3 separate regions of the Mus musculus genome follow, and regions 1 and 2 are each linked to region 3. The links are chromatin contacts, called in public targeted proximity ligation maps. All regions are on one chromosome and are shown on one strand. The core of a region is the stretch at or near the end of the contact, and the rest is flanking DNA. Distances in the headings are between cores, read along the strand shown.

Region 1 (2,700 bases), core at 7-2,506, 230 kb before region 3:
ACAAGACTGAGCTAACGTTGATGTTATTTGCATGCTCGGATACCTGGAAGCCTGTTGACATCATATTCTGTGATTGTTAGGTACTGTGAGAGTCTTTGTAAAGTGCAGAGAGGGAGGAAGCAAGGGCATGCAAACTTCCTCTCGCCTTGGTTCTTCTTAGTGTTCCTCGGAGTCTACTCCTCTAATGAAGAACACATCTGTCTTCGCTGTGTGCCCCGTGTGTGCCTTTGCTTACTGGGTGTCCGCCCTTGCATCTCTAGGTCTCCAGGCTTTGGGCTGTCGCTGGTTGCAGAGACTACCAACGGTACCTTCCTGAGTGCGGAACTGGCCTCCAATCCCCAGGGCCAGGGAGCAGCAGTGCTTCCCGAGGACCTCGGCAGGAACTGTGCAAAGCTGCTACTTGAAGAGATCTACAGGGTATGTCCCCTGGCTCTGCAGGCGCAGAGAAAGGAACAGTCAGGAAAAGACGATCGGATGTCTTTCCTTCTGTACTCCTTTCTGGGCACTTGAGCTAAAGAGCTCGCCTGTGTTCGAGTATCAAGCAGTTTAGAATTAACTAGTTGAATGGGTTCATTGAACTAGTCCATGAACAAGTCTGCTCTACTGGGACACAGAAGATATAGCTTTTCATGGGGACGGAGGAGAGGAGGGAGTGAGGGTTCAAAATAAAGCAACCAGGGAAGGCTAAGATGATGGCTGGCGCACTGGCCTGACCAAAAGGAGTGTCCCCCACTTCTACCACCACCCCTCTTTCATCTGCCTCTGTCTGTCTCTGTCCCTCCCTCCCTCCCTCTCTCTCACTCTCTCTCTCTCACACACACACATACACACACACACACACACACACACACACACACACCTCTCCCCATCTGTTTTGATTTTTCTGTGTGTTTGCCTGCATGAATATATGTGCACCACATACATACTTGGTGCCTGGGAAGGCCAGAAGAGGTTGTCAGATCCCCTGCAGTACGTGGCTACGAGCCAGTCTGTGAGTGCTGTGGTGAATCTGAGTGCTCTTCGTGAGCAGCAAGTGGGCTTAACTCCAAGCCATTTCTTTAGTCCCAGGACTACAGCCTCTCAGCTGCCCCAGCTGCTGCTCTGTGGAGATAGGGACTCACCTTCAGATTTATCAAGGTAGAAATCTGGATTTGTGTGTGGATAGAGTTGTGCCGTTTATTCTAGGGCATTGAAGACTGTTTGGGGAAGGCCAGACTGTCACAGCGTGGTGGAGGCTCTGGGAAGTGTGAGAACTTGGCATTGTTAAAGATAGACTTTAGCCAGTTACTACGTGTGTCTGTGGTTGTGTGGGTAGGATGCAGGTCAGGCAGGTGACCTGACTTCTTCATGGCTACAAACTGTTGATCACATGTGCAGCAGGCACAAAAGTGAGCACACACTTGACTTTCCCACGGCTGAGGTGTCTGACAGGAAGGAGGAGATCGTGAGGGAAGAGAAGATGCTGGCAAGAGGAAAGTGTGTTCCTAAGCGAGCCCATTATGGATACAGTTCCTGCACAGTTGAAGACTGCTTACAATTGTAGTCTGCTCCCCTGTCCAAGCTGATCCAAGCCGGCCTTGAACCCTGCGCACTAGTCATGTGATGAACGTCATCATTCTACCTAATTAAAGATAGGAGCCCCTCCTGATACAGCTGAAGAGCAAGGCGTAGCCATTGTGCTTGCTGCTAGGAGCAGTGGAGCCAGGGAGTGAGACCTCCTTTAGGACACGGCCTGTCAGTAATCTTGTGTAGCCCAGGTCTGGTGCAGGGTTTTTGGTGCCACATCAGTTTATTTTTAATGACAGATCTAGCGCTGGTTTTGAGAGATAGGTGGTAGTTAGACGTCTGTGGGTAGAAGGATAAAGCCATTGATTCACCAGTTACTTAATTCATAGAGTTTTATAACATTTCCCATCTCTGTGTTGTCAGGTAGAAGGGTACAGTGGTAACTGTCTGCCTCTGAGATTCTCGTTGGCTTGTGTAGGTCTCCACCTGACCTTGTGGGCTGCTGTGTCCTCTCTCCAACTATGGGGACACTTACGTCCCTTTCTAGGAGACCATGGGAGAACGGCAGACACCATGACCCAGAGGAGTTCAGCAGGAGCCCATGGGCACAGCTGGCATTTGGGTTTCCCACCAGTCACGGGAGGAAAACCTGTGTTAGATTAATTGAGGTCTTTTAAAAACTATTATTGTTCCTCAAGCAAGTTTGCTTTGTTTTAGTCATTAAGAAAACTTCCTGTTAGTGTCTAGTCCTTAATTACTAAAAGGCTGAAACACTTCATGCTATTTTGACTAATTCTCTGTAGGTCTGTGGTGTGACATGGAAGCATAAGACCCTCATATATATATATAGAGAGAGAGAGAGTGAGTCTCTGACCCAGTTCCTTCTGCTCAGGGGTTTCCGTGTACCAGTTTCTGCTCATGGGTTACCATGTACCAGGGGTTCTGTCCTGCTGTCTTTCCACCTCTCCTCACCTCACACTCGAGTGGGAGCCGCTCTTGTCTTCAGCGGGAGATTCTTTGCACATCCTCTTCAACCTCCCTCTCATTTCCTTCCATACCTGGACTCAGTCTCCTTCTGCCCATTTGCAGAGCCCTGCACTGGCTCCTCACCCTCTATAGAATATAGAATAGAGCCTGGCGCTTTCCCAGTGCCTGTGAGCCGTACCCCTCCACTGCTCCTGTCTTCTTTCCAAG
Region 2 (2,700 bases), core at 125-2,624, 150 kb before region 3:
TGCTCCCTACCCACTTCTCTGCAAACCAATTTGGCCTGTGGGAGGAAGGGAGCTTGGCCGAGCTGAGTGCACTCTGTAATTGGGCTCTGCTGTGTTTGCTGAGAATTTTCTGGCAGCTCAGAAGAGCGAGATTTGAGTTCATTCCCCTCAAGCAATCCAGTATGTCACTTCTAACTTCTCTTATCCACTTCTCCAACTCAGCACTGACAAGGCCTTGAGCAGAGAGTCCTTCAGTCTCTCTGTAGATGGTATTGACTCTGCAGCCCTGCTGACATGCATTTCAGTAACTAAGTCACTGCTGCTTCCCGCGCCCCACCCCCCCTAAATTCGCTCCCCCAATTACTAATGAATTCTTGAAGTTAAGGAAAATTTAATCTCTGCCTGGCTTAATTATTATGGATTTATTCATTTAAAATTTTTCCTCTCACTTGTTTATTTTCATGATACTGAGAGTAGAGATTCTGGGACTTTGTATCATCTTTCCCCAGAAGTCTCTTTTCATCTGCGAAGACAGGAGGGAAGGGTCAGTGAGGTGGCTCAGCAGGTAAAGGTACTTGCCTTGAGACCGGAATTCCATCCCCTGATTCCTGTGTAAAGGTGGATGGAGAGAATTGACCCTCCAACGATGTCCTCTGACTGTCACATGCATGGTAAGGCATGCTCATCTCCCTGACACCTCTCTCTCTCTCTCTCTCTCTCTCACACACACACACACACACACACACACACACCATCATCATCATCATCACCATCACCATCATCATCACCGTCACCGTCACCAAACTTAAGAATAGATGTAAAACCTCTAATTAACAGGAGTAATATTTCCTGAGACCTCCTGAAGTACACTCCATTTCCACATCACTTTGAACCTAGACTTTCAAGAGCGGCTCCTGGGAGAGAACTCTGTCCACTTTTGTGATTGCAAGGAAGTTATTGTCAGATCAGCAGTATATTCTGAACGTTGGCAAACCTTTCTGTCACAGGCCACTGGGTACATATTTTAGACTTTGAGATCAATAGTTTCTGTTGTAACGATGTCACTCTGTTGTTGTATGAAAGTATTTATAGACAACAAGTACATGAAGGGGTATAGCGGTGTACCAATAAAACTTTATTTATAAACATTTCAGTCTCACAGAATTCTCACACCTCACAAGTTATGCCCCTACCTGCCACTTACCTCTGCCCTTATTGTGCTGCTTAGACTTGAACCTATGAACCTAGGTGCCTTGCTCATGCTAGGCAAACTCTCTACCACAGAAATGTGTCCCCGGCCCTTGACTTTTTCAACCATTTAGAATACACAGAAGTTGCCTTGTGAATAACACAGAAACAGGAAGTGAGATGCCGTTTGCTGACGCCTGTCGTAATCATACATCAGCAGCACGAAGAGCTCAAGTCCTCAGAATCCTTTTGAACCTTCTCTAAGAGAAACAAGTTAAGGAACTATAAAAGAACACGCTGTCTGTGTACTTTCCCCTTAATTTCAGGTTTTATCTGTAGGTCAAGTCAAACTCCCGAGTGACTCTTAGAGAGAGCCACTGAAGTCAAGGCAGCTCTGAACACAGCCTCCCTCACGGAATTAATTTTTAAAATTATACTTTCTACTTTTCTCTCGACGGCCACTACATAATTAGGTAATTTCATTTCGGTTTTGTCGCATGTAAAAAAACAGTTGTGGTTGCAAAGATTTTCCAGGAGGTAGAGATGACTCGACACTGGCTGCTCTTGTTGGGGATCCAAGTTCAATTCTCAGCACCCACAGGCAGCTTACAACCCTTCTGTAACTCCAGTTCCAGGGGGAATCTCATGCCCTCTTCTGGCCTCTGCAGACACTGCATGTCCACAGATGTCCATGCGGGACGAAACGCCCATAACATGACCTAAAAATTTCTAAAAATCTTTAGAGCAAGAAAACAGTCTGTAACAAACTGCCTTGTTCTTCCATGAGGGGACCTGTAGGGACTGCGCTTCAGAAGTCACTTCTGAGGAGAACCTCGGGTTCCCCAGTTCTTCTAGGCATCATCAAAGACCTTTTCTCTCTGCCTGTTTACATTGGCTTCTGGAAATCTTAAATTCTATCTTCCTCTCTACCGCATTGACGCTCACCCGGCATCAGAATATAGCACAACTCCAGGGGTTCCTGGGTAGCAGTTAGATTTCCCCCTCTAAATGCAGACATTCAGATGGGAAAATTCATCACTATGAACATGAGGGCTTTTTTTTTTTTTTTTAAATCTGAACGCAGATGTGCTTTAAGATACTCCCTGACCCTGTACTGTAGCCTGGTGTCTTGAGAAGCCAGGTTTTTGTCTGTTTGTCTGTTTGTCTGTCTGTTTTGTTTCAGAAGAGAGGTTTCCCCATGCCTTTAGTCCCAGCACAGAAATGATGGTGGCATATTCTCCCAAGACAAGATGGCGAAAGTCACTTTCTCTGGCGAAGTGAATGTCTGAAGTGTCTTTCCATAAACTTGGCTTAAAAGACTTTCCATGTTCAGTTACCTGCACACCAAGGTTAAAGCAAGCAAACTTAGCAGATCATCACTCAGCCTCTTGGTGCCAAATCCAAATGACAGCATACCCGTGACTTAGCCTAGAAGCTGAGCAATTGCACACGCACATGTACACACACACACACACACACACACACACACACACACACACACACACACCCTTACTGGCCCGCAGATACATGACT
Region 3 (2,700 bases), core at 128-2,627:
TCTATTTCACACAAATAATTGCACAAAATAAGGAATGCTTGACAGAAGATCAACCTTGTCAGGCTGCTCAACATCCTTTAGTTTTCTTTTGCATGTCGGAGCAGACGGTTGAATTTTTACATCTGCTGCAAGCATCTTCAAACATCTTCAAAGAAACCGACTGTTTTCTAGTACACACACACACACACACACACTCTCCCCTCAGTCCCTTGGCCTAAGGGGGTTAGCTCTCCATCCCTTGAAGTGGTCGGACAATCTTTCAGTCAATCGTCTAGAGAAGAGAAGAGAAACACTTTGAAAAGCTAGCTAGGATTTAGGCTTACCTCCTTCTGGGCCTTGCTCTCTTGGACTTGGACTTTGGATGTGTCGGGGGAAATCTCAGGTACACGGTTAAATATAGAAGGCAAACAGGAGTGTCCCTCTGGAGATCTCACCTGCCAATGAGCATGCCACACCCTGTAACTTCACCCTTGAACAGTGTTTCCAACCTCTTCTGACCATACCTAACAAAGCCATGTTGCACTCTTTCCTTAGGATGTCCCAAATACCTCCAAATGTCTCTCTCCCAGAGACACGATATTATCAGCGATAAGTAAGCGTGGCCCCAAACTGACTTATTACAGGCAACACAGACAACCACCATGTCCTATAGGATGGAGGATACAGATGTGAGTCCAGGCTGCTCCTGGATTTTTGTTTGTTTGTTTGTTTTGGGTTGAGGATGGGGAGGCAGGCGTGTCTCCTGTTCCAAGAGGCCATGATTCAAATTACTCTGGAAAGGCGTGTTGGGAAGGGTGTCCTGATTGTACAGATCCCAGACAGACTTTCCCTGGTCATCCTTGGAACCTGGATTCCATTTAGAAGGAAAGAAATTCTACACGATTTCTGTCATCCAGATTTCTTCCCTGATTTAGTACCAGAATTTTTGGCTAGTCACAACATCACTATCATTCTCAATAACTCTTCCAAACCAAGTCCCCTAGCAGGAAGCACATAACCTCTGGGGGTGTTTTGTTTTGTTTCCACTCTCGCTCTGTTGAGCCAGTTTAGCGTCATATAGGTATTTCCCTAAAGGAATTCCATTTTCCTGTCCATTGCACTCTGCAGTCTTGTCCCAACTTGGTGACAATGGTACAGAGAGATCACACTCACAGAACTGGGTTGGCAATACCTGTCAGCCTCGGAGGCATCAGCAAGAACCCAGAGCCCTGGCCTTCCCTGCCCAGCCAGAGCTGCAGCTGTGCGGGACCGTGCGACGGAGCCGACCCCTCCCTCCCAGGTGTCTGTGACCCGAAACACTCACGCGACACGGTGCGGGGACGGTGACCGCAGCAGAGGCCTCTAGCCAGAGCTCCAGAGCGATCAGCGCAGGGACAGTACCTTGCTTCGGCAGAGCCCCAGGATTGGTTGGCTATGACAGTGGATCACGAGCTTCAACCAATCAGCGTGGCCTTTGGCTCCCTTAAGCGCTCGGGTGCCCGCGGAGGCCTGGGGTGTTCTTCCGGTGCAGGCGCCTGGAGCCGGGAGGTGGGCGGGGCGGGACAGAACCGCAAATTCCAACCTGCATGGTCTTGTAAGGTGCGTGATTTTGAGGGAAGGCCCAAGGAAGCAGCGTGGAAATGTTTCAAGTCCTCGGAGTCCGGTGCCTCAAAAACAAAACAAAAACAACAACAAAACCCATCACCAAATCTCGCTTAAAGGTAACCAGGGAACAAAAGCAGACAGTGACCAGAATTTCCGTATTTCCCTATGCGTTTTCCATATTTCGTACTCCTACCAGAATTGTCTGTCTATAGTACAACTCCGAACTTCACTAGGAAACACTGGACCCATTAGCACTTACTATGTAACCGGTTGGGGAAATAGTATGTGAATCACAACCTTTAGGAAGGGCTCTGCATTAGCATGTGTTGGCTCCACACCTTAGAGAAGGCAATCTAGCCTCTTCCAGGCATATCTAGCCTCGCAGGCTTGTATAGATGTTTTTAGTTCCAGTGTTCCTTATTCTGACTTTTAGATCCCTCATTCCAAACATTACTTGGATGGGAAAATTGCAACAGAATCTTTATTTAGTTCTATTTGTGGGAGGAGATGGGTGTTGCTAGGAGTAAATGCTTTTGGAGAGAAACAAGTAGCCCATCCCTAAGGTAGGAAGTAGTGTCTATACGTGCAGACTAAACTTGTCTCCGTTCTGTTCCCAGCTCTGTAACCTGTACGAGGAACAGAGGTCGTTGTACCTTCAGATAAACACTGTGGGAACCAAGAATGTTAAACACACAGGGTTGTAGCTTCAAAGAGAAAGATTTAGAATGTGTTTTCCGCCCAGAAGACTGGGAGCAGAAGTGGTTAACATTTGCACTGTGTGTGCGAGACCTCACCAGATCCTTCCCTCATCATGAGCTGTTTTTCTCAGTCAATCTATAGAACCTATCTTTATGGATAATGTCACATGCAGTCACCCTAGAGACCCCATCTTAATCTATGTTCTACCTTTTCAAAGACTTACATATTCTAGATAGTTCGTATAAATGAAACGGACTTCTTTTGTTTTTGTTATTTTTTTTTTGTTGTTGTTGTTGATGCTGTTGTTGTTTGAGACAGGGTTTCTCTGTGTAGCCCTGGCTGTCCTGGAACTCACTCTGTAGACCAGGCTGGCCTCGAACTCAGAAATTTGCCTGCCTCTGTCTCCCAAGTGCTGGG

What was found.
Region 1: a targeted proximity ligation map of hepatocytes shows a contact between it and region 3, with 5 times the contacts expected there. A contact is called at or near these places in 10 of 39 promoter capture datasets (the 3T3-L1 cell line, the C10 cell line, cranial neural crest and 6 more), 48 of 484 Hi-C or Micro-C datasets (the C2C12 cell line, the G1E-ER4 cell line, the N1E-115 cell line and 26 more), 12 of 130 datasets of targeted methods (astrocytes, bone marrow-derived dendritic cells, double positive thymocytes and 7 more) and 4 of 9 other capture datasets (adipose tissue, embryonic stem cells, liver and 1 more).
Region 2: a contact with region 3 is called in a targeted proximity ligation map of bone marrow-derived dendritic cells, with 3 times the contacts expected there. A contact is called at or near these places in 16 of 484 Hi-C or Micro-C datasets (the AML12 cell line, CD4 T cells, the G1E-ER4 cell line and 3 more), 7 of 130 datasets of targeted methods (CD8 T cells, bone marrow-derived dendritic cells, bone marrow-derived macrophages and 3 more) and 3 of 9 other capture datasets (adipose tissue, liver and pancreatic islet).

What each region holds. Positions count from the first base shown.
Region 1 is chr19:29,130,390-29,133,089 of GRCm38.p6, forward strand. It overlaps Rcl1 (RNA terminal phosphate cyclase-like 1), which reads left to right. Exons shown (of 9, transcript NM_021525.2): 7 at 261-417. Among named protein-coding and RNA genes, the nearest start is that of Mir101b, 3.5 kb to the right of the region's middle.
Region 2 is chr19:29,208,752-29,211,451 of GRCm38.p6, forward strand. No RefSeq gene overlaps it. Among named protein-coding and RNA genes, the nearest start is that of Gm41829, 35 kb to the right of the region's middle.
Region 3 is chr19:29,360,494-29,363,193 of GRCm38.p6, forward strand. Plgrkt (plasminogen receptor, C-terminal lysine transmembrane protein) reads right to left here and starts at 1,378. Exons shown (of 6, transcript NM_026362.2): 1 at 1,304-1,378; 2 at 324-434. It also overlaps a transcript of Cd274 not described here.